Linked DNA regions of Sus scrofa: region 1 is linked to region 2. Evidence: chromatin contacts called from public Hi-C data. All regions are on one chromosome and are shown on one strand. Each heading gives the region's core, a stretch centred on a gene start, on an enhancer-like site or on the middle of the called end of the contact. The rest is flanking DNA. Distances are from core to core; before and after follow the strand shown. Region 1 overlaps SPIDR (DNA repair-scaffolding protein). Region 2 overlaps SPIDR (DNA repair-scaffolding protein).

Region 1 (3,889 bases), core at 380-2,879, 69 kb after region 2:
CAGTAATAAATGATAACCTCTTTATTTTTATTTTATTTTTTTATTACTCAAATGAATTTATCACGTCTGTAGTTGTATAATGATCATAACAATCTGATTTCACAGGATTTCCATCCCATGGCCCAAGCACATCTCCCCATCCCCCAAACTGTCTCCTCCAGAGACTGTTTCACTTAGCATGACAGTTTTTCAATGTCTGTGAGTCAGCATCTGTTCTGCAAAGAAGTTCAGTCTGTCCTTTTTTCAGATTCCTCATGTCAATGAAAGCATTTGATGTTGGTGTCTCATTGTATGGCTGATTTCACTTAGCATGACAGTTTCTAGGCCCATCCATGTTGATAAAAATGCCAGTATTTCGTTCATTTTAATGGCTGAGTAATACCCCATTGTGTATATGTACCACATCTTCTTGATCTACTCTTCTGTTGATGGACATTTAGGTTGTTTCCATGTTTTGGCTATTGTAAATAGTGCTGCAATGAACAGTGGAGTACATGTGTCTTTTTGAGTTGTGGTTTTCTCTGGATAGATGCCCAGGAGTGGGATTGCTGGATCAAATGGTAGTTCTATTTTTAGTTTTCTGAGGAATCTCCATACTGCTTTCCACAGTGGTTGCACCAGTTTACAATCCCACCAACAGTGTACTAGGGTTCCTTTTTCTCCACACCCTCTTCAGCACTTAGTGTTTGTAGACTTTTTGATGAGGGCCATTCTGGCTGGTGTAAGGTGGTACCTGATAGCGGTTTTGATTTGCATTTCTCTAATGATGAGTGACGCTGAACATCTTTTCATGTGTTTCTTGGCCATCTGTATGTCTTCTTTGGAGAACTGTCTGTTTAGATCTTCTGTGCATTTTTTGATGGGGTTGTTTGTTTTTTTGGTATGGAGCTGCAGAAGGTGTTTATAAATTTTGGAGATGAATCCCTTGTCAGTCGATTCACTTGCAATGATTTTCTCCCATTCTGTGGGTTGCCTTTTCGTGTTGTTTAGGGTTTCCTTTGCTGTGCAGAAACTTTTAAGTTTGATTAGGTCCCATTTGTTTATTTTTGTTTTTACTGTCAGTACTCTAAGAGGTGGATCTGAGAAGATGCTGCTGTCGTTTATGTCAGAGAGTGTTTGGCCTATGTTTTCCTTTAAGAGTTTGATAGTGTCTGGTCTTACATCTAGGTCTTTAGTCCATTTGGAGTTTATTTTTGTGTATGGTGTTAGGGAGTGTTCTAATTTCATTCTTTTCCATGTGGCTTTCCAGTTTTCCCAGCACCACTTATTGAAGTAGCTGTCCTTTCTCATTGTATATTCTTGCCTCCTTTGTCATAGATTAGTTGATCAGTGGAACAGGATAGAAAGCCCAGAATTAACCTCTTTATTTTTAAATGATACCTTTGTAGCTAAATACCTACTCAAGTGGTAAAACAAAAGAAAGACTAAACTAAAATCATTCCTTGAGAAAACCAATTATGGGACAGAAAAAGCTCACTTTATTTCATGCAAAAACAAAAGCCTCAAGCCCTGGTCTCAGCCCAGGTTAGAAGGCGTTTCCCCCAGTGAAGTACCTTGTGTACCTACCAGCCCTGCTGTGGGGGCAGGTGCTGGCTGCACCCTACCTGGCAGGGCGAAGTCCTGCAGCACTGGTTTCTGCTCTCCAGGGCTTTCCACCCAATTACTGGCTAGCCCAGACCTGCCCTGTGAGGATCTTACAAGATCAACAAGAGCTGGACTATGCTAAATTCACCATGTTTATCCAGGTTCAGCCTCTTTTTCTTCAAGTCACACTAAAATGAGAACAGTTGGGAATCTTAAGGAAATAATAAGAAAATTATAAGCTCTTATCTGATTAGAAGCTTTTAAATCCAGTAACAACCACTAAATATTTTTAAGGAGGATAAAAGGTAGGAGCAACAGCAAAAATGCTCAAGAAAATATGCCACAGCAACTGTGATGGTAAAATTACCAAAACCAAGACAGCGCTTAAAAATTACAGGGAATGAAAGAGTACTGGTGGCTGATAAGCCTACAAATTTAGTTAGCAAATGCTTTAATTTTCACTTCCAATTCTAAAATGGAATTCATTCACTTAACAAATTAGTTTAATGCCTGCTATGTATCAAAATTCATTCTGGGTACAATGGATATAGTGGTGGAGGGGACACCAAAATCCTTATCCATGTGGTTTTTAAATTCTAGTAGAATCATAACACACAGACAGACACAAACTCCTTAATTAACGTGGGCTGTTCTCTGGCTATTTATCAAGAACTAGCGTGAAACTTGAGTGAAAAAGAACTAGTGTGAAAAAAGATAGCAACACCACCTAGAATGGAAGACTCCAAGCTACTAACAATTTTATGTTCTATTGGGATTAAAAATAAATAAAAGCAACATAATTCTAGACAACAGAGCCTTAAACTACAGATAGGAGATATACTTTCACTGTTTACTTTGTATGCTTTTTGTGACAGAAACTTTATACATGAAAATCATTGCCAGCTACTGAGAGGGAAAACAAAAGCTACAGATTTTTCTCACACATTCAGAAAAAAAAAAAAAACACCACATCTTTTCTGAGGTAAACAGGTTTAACAAGCTACACCCATGGTTACACCTCTGTAAACCACTTGGCTTGCCTTCCTCAAACCAAATATTTCCAACCTTAAATTCCAGCCTGATGAGAACTACACAACTCAAATTCTACCAACATGGGTTCACGAAAGCACCACTCCACCTCATCTTAGTGTCCAAAATGTCTGCTCTGAGGAGCCCAACGAGGAAATGAGAAACAGCAGGGCAAAGGCTCATAAGAGAAAAGGTGACAAAGAGAGAAACTGCAACACTCAAGAAGGAACCTGCTGGGTCAAAGTTCACCCAGCAGCAGCTGATCATAAGAGCCTACGGGCCCAAGGCCACAAAGGCACTGCAGCAGAAGCAGAGACCCACCAGAACCAGGATCACATGGCCTGGCAAATAACTCTAACAAAGAAAAGCACCCTCCCTCCAAGGAATACAGCATACAACTGGAATATGGATGCAGCCTGTGACACAACCTACAGACCATTCTCTCTGTTTAAAATATATTAAAAGACACAGCCCGTCTTTGTCAACACTGTTGTCTAGCAGACCCAGACAAGGGCAGGCATATGTACTCTGGTTTGCTGGAGGCTAAGGGGCATCCAACTCAAACCTACACTCAAAAGAGAAGCCTCAAAATTAACAGAGAAGCAAAAATGCCAGCATACTCAAAAAATTAATGTGTTCATTTATGCAAATAAACCCAGAGGCAAGACATAGGTTGTTGCTCGTTATAAGCCAGGCTTTGCTTTTATTCAAGGCAAAAGAATTAAAATCCTATACAAACTATTAGGTACAAAATAAGCTACAAGGATATACTGTACAACATGGGGACTGTAGACAATATTTTATAATAATTATAAATGGAGTATAGCATTTAAAAATTGTGAATCACTATATCATACACCTGTAAGATATATAATATTGTACAGCAACTATATTTCAATTAAAAAAAAAAAAACTAACCTAACCAAAACTAAAATAAAATCCTACACAATGAGGATGGGGTTGGGGTGTGGGGTTGGAATGAAAGAAATGGAGGGAGGAGCTTGGAGAAGGGAGAAGACTTCAAAGGAAAAAAGCCAGGTAGGAGTTCCCATCATGGTGCAGCAGAAATAAATCCGACTAGGAACCATGAGGTTGCGAGTTCGATCCCTGGCCTTGCTCAGTGGGTTAAGGATCCAGCATTGCTGTGAGCTGTGGTATAGGCTGCAGATGCGGCCAGGATTTGGCATTGCTGCAGCTCTGGCGTAGGCTGGCAGCAGTAGTTCCGATTAGACCCCTAGCCTGGGAACTTCCACATGCCTTGGGAGCAGCCCTAAAA
Region 2 (3,777 bases), core at 1,203-3,702:
ACAACCCAAGCAGATCTGAGAGCCAAGAATTTTGAATGTTATGACCCAGCTACAGACTGACCCAGTTGCTTTTATTAAACAACTGTTACTTAAATTATATAAACTCTGAACTCTCAGCTGTAAAATGGAAATGACAAATGCTACAGACATCCCACGAAAAAGAGCAGCTAACAAGTTAATTCTGTATTGGACTGGATTCATACTTCTTAAACTAAATCAATTATTTCTAAAATTTTTAGAATTCTAGCTGACAGATAAAATATAACCAGCACTTATATTTTCTGTTGTAAGAGGAGAGGTCTGAGGCCAACTCTGTAAAGGGAATAGAAATTCAGAACTCTCTTTTTACAGAATTGTCTTGTCTGAGAGAATATGCAAAACGGCAACCTGACCTGTTCACAGCTCTCTCAAAGGCAAAGAGTTGACCTTTAGTCTCATTAAAAAGTGATCCAAAAAGGAACTAAATACTGACATTTTTAGCAACATGGATGGACCTAGAAATTATCATGCTAAGTGAAGTCAGCCATACAATGAGATACTAACATCAAATGCTTTCACTGACATGTGGAATCTGAAAAAAAGGACACAACGAATTTCTTTGCAGAAGAGATACTGACTCACAGACTTTGAAAAACTTATGGTCTCCAAAGGAGACAGTTTGGGGGGTGAGGGGATGCGCTGGGGTTGTGGGATGGAAATCCTATAAAATTGGATTGTGATGATCATTGTACAACTATAAATGTAATAAATTCATCGGGTAATAAAAAAATATTATATATAGGATGGATAAACAACAAAGTCTTACTGTACAGCACAGAGAACTACATACAATATCCTAGGATAGACCATGATGGAAAATAATAAAAAAAAAGAACATATGTGTATATATAACTGAGTCACTTTGCTGCACAGCAGAAATTAACACGATATTGTAAATCAACTATACTTAAATAAAATTTAAAAAAAAGAAAAGAAAAGAAAAAAAAAAGAAAGTGATCCAGTGTTCAGAACCACCACCAAGAGTGTGATTCGTGATTGGGGTTAGAAAAATCCTTTAGGTATTTTTACTATTTTACTCTTTGGATTATTCTTTCAAGATTACATTCCTAAAACAGGCAGGGATGGCATTTTTACTGAGAAAAATTTTTGAGTAAGGTAATAATTGACATTCATTTTCAAAAAATTACTTTAAAATTTTCTCAAAATATCCATGAATGTTCCAAACAGCATTAAGAGAGGTCCTATATTACCAAAAACCCCCACAAAAAACAAAAAGAAAAAAAAAAAAACCCTACTCCATACATATGCTTAGGATTTGGGTCAAACAGAAAACAGAACCTCTACTGAGCAGTCATTAATCAGGCTAGTTTGATTTTTTTTCTCCTGGTCATTTTTCTTTAGCCAGCAAAGATTGGCAAAGAGACTCTCCACAGTGTCATCATGCCAGGCTGAGAGGGAATGTTGCACTTGAGAACACTTGGAGGCCCAGGGATGATGCCTGCATGGAAGTACTGTCCCTGACTGCTTCGCACTGAGTTAGCAGGAGAGCATTACTGTTAAGTGAACACCACCTGCCCTGTAAGGTTTTATCTAAGCTGAGCTAGGAGGACCTATAAACTGTGTGCTTTCATAGCTATAAATACACATATTCCCACTTCCTCAAAAATGAACTAGTTGTCTAATTTCAAGATATTCTCAGAAAGCATGGAGACCATATGGTTGTACTTGTCTCAAAGAGCCAATTTCCACTTCTACCACCAATACCAGCCCTGCCCCCAAGAAACTCACAGCATAGGAGGAGAGACTTAAGTGTGTTCTAACAGAGGCATGTGGAAGGCACAATGTAGCACGCAAGAGAGAGCAACCACGTATGCCTTGAGCTGGGAAGAAAATGGCAAGGAACGTACAAAGAGAAGGGGGAGGAGGGGTGCAAGTTTTGTCATGTGGACCAGGGGGGTATGAAAAGCCCCTCTAGTAAGAAATAACAGTGCCTTTAAACAGGGGAAAAAGTACGGACCCTTGGTGACCACAACAGTCATTATCATCTGGAGAACAGGACCAGCCAAAGGCCACCTTTATTCTGACATCTGCCTTTATCTCATAGATTACCATTATGCCAAAAATAATAGAAGAAAAAATAAGTTAGAAAAATTTCTTTATTCTAGCTGGGACATGTATGGGTATAGAATGTTGTGCTTCTATGATTTGAAGACAGAAGACAGAAAACATAATTGTTTCCAACACCTTTTAAGCAAGAATAAATTCATACTAAATTATGAACTATCATTTGTGTTCACAGGTATTACTTAATTTAATGGGTACGATTACTGCATATTGGAAATAATTCATGTGCTGAATGTAGTGTTCTTAAAGGAAGATGCACTAAGAGGGCAAGGCAACTGACACCTACCACATTTCCTCTGTGTAGGAGCTCACAGGCCAGAGCTTTATGCCAGGAACTCAAGGGTTGTGCTAACAACCTATCCTTAGAAGACCAGGGCCAGAAAGCAGAACATTTTTAAACAGTGGAACTTTTTTGTTTGCTTTTCCATTCTTTACTTTTGTGATAAAGAGTATGCATGGGCCAACTGGAAGGTTGCATTTGATATGAAACATTCCATTCATTCAATAACGTTTAATATTTAACCATAAGTTTATTGCTTTAACTGTAATGTTCTTAACAAGGCTTCTAAGTGAGATCAAAACGGGCTTGTGTTTCTGCAAGTAGCTGCCTGTGCGGCTGGATCAAAATTACTGATGTCTAGCTTCCCTGAAATAAAGCAACTTTGCTCTAGACAGTAAAGATGCAGTATCCTCTGACCTCGCTGAAAGGGTGAAAACATACTCCTTTAGAAACAAGTCCATAGCGCATCTCATCTCTAGGACTTCACCTAGTTTACCCCATGTGTGTCATCTCAGAGAGCAGTGTTGTACTCAATCCTTGGATGATACCTATACTACTCAGTACAGTTACTTCCCAGTTCTCTACAGAATTCTTACCTGAGTTTTACATGATTTTCCTAATCAATCACTGTGTGAAGACGAAGCCTCTGAACCATACAATTATGTTTTTATAGCACAGAGAAATACATATGAAAACAGGTTCATAATGGACCTTTTTATTTATTATCACTTATCTTCAGTCATATGAAAAGCACAGCCAAGTATTACCTGCCAGGCTAGAAACGAACATAAGGAGGCTCAAGAAAAAAAAAAAAAAAAAAAAAAAAAAAAAGACTGGAAATGTCGTGCTGGACCTTAAACACTGGACAAGTGTAAGCCTAATACACTTTCCACCAAGTTCCCTCAAGTCTAAGGAATCAACATTTCTCTTTGGTCCCACCAGACCCTCAACCCAGCAACACTCTCCCCGCCTTGGCTGCCACTCTGTCACTGGTCACAGCACAGCGCTAAGGTGTAAGTCAGGATCTCTCTCCATCAAGGCTTATTTTTTTTGGCTATGCCAATGGCATGCAGAAGTTCCAGGGCCAGAGACTGAACCTATGCTACAGCTGTAACCAGAGCCACAGCAGTGACAATCTTGGATCCTTAACCACTGAGCCACAATGGAACTCCATCCATCAAAGCTTCTTGAGCCTCACAACTGGACACTGCAAAGTGACAATCCATTATCCCAGTCTCTTCTCGGAGAGAGACAGTAGGGTGAGAGGGATAGGCCCTATTCAGTACTTGTTCGTAATTATTATGCACACCTTTTTGCAGAATACAGTCTTGCTAGTTGCCTTCCTGAGCACTCTTGTTACTGCAGAGGAGTCT

Evidence for each region. Hi-C and Micro-C count contacts between places; a contact is called where the count stands out from the background.
Region 1: a Hi-C map of liver shows a contact between it and region 2, with 5 times the contacts expected there. The contact joins two enhancer-like sites. A contact is called at or near these places in 3 of 47 Hi-C or Micro-C datasets (all in liver) and 1 of 2 datasets of contacts at active chromatin or transcription factors (alveolar macrophages).

Annotation. Positions count from the first base shown.
Region 1 is chr4:80,111,227-80,115,115 of Sscrofa11.1, forward strand. All of the region lies in intron 5 of SPIDR (DNA repair-scaffolding protein), which reads right to left. Among named protein-coding and RNA genes, the nearest start is that of SPIDR, 78 kb to the right of the region's middle. Within about 2 kb of position 1,630, at least 18 of the 83 cell types and tissues checked have an H3K27ac peak or open chromatin away from gene starts, as enhancers often do. A contact at or near this core is called in liver, where this site is marked.
Region 2 is chr4:80,041,604-80,045,380 of Sscrofa11.1, forward strand. The region is part of intron 8 of SPIDR (DNA repair-scaffolding protein); the gene reads right to left. Among named protein-coding and RNA genes, the nearest start is that of SPIDR, 150 kb to the right of the region's middle. Within about 2 kb of position 2,453, at least 19 of the 83 cell types and tissues checked have an H3K27ac peak or open chromatin away from gene starts, as enhancers often do. A contact at or near this core is called in liver, where this site is marked.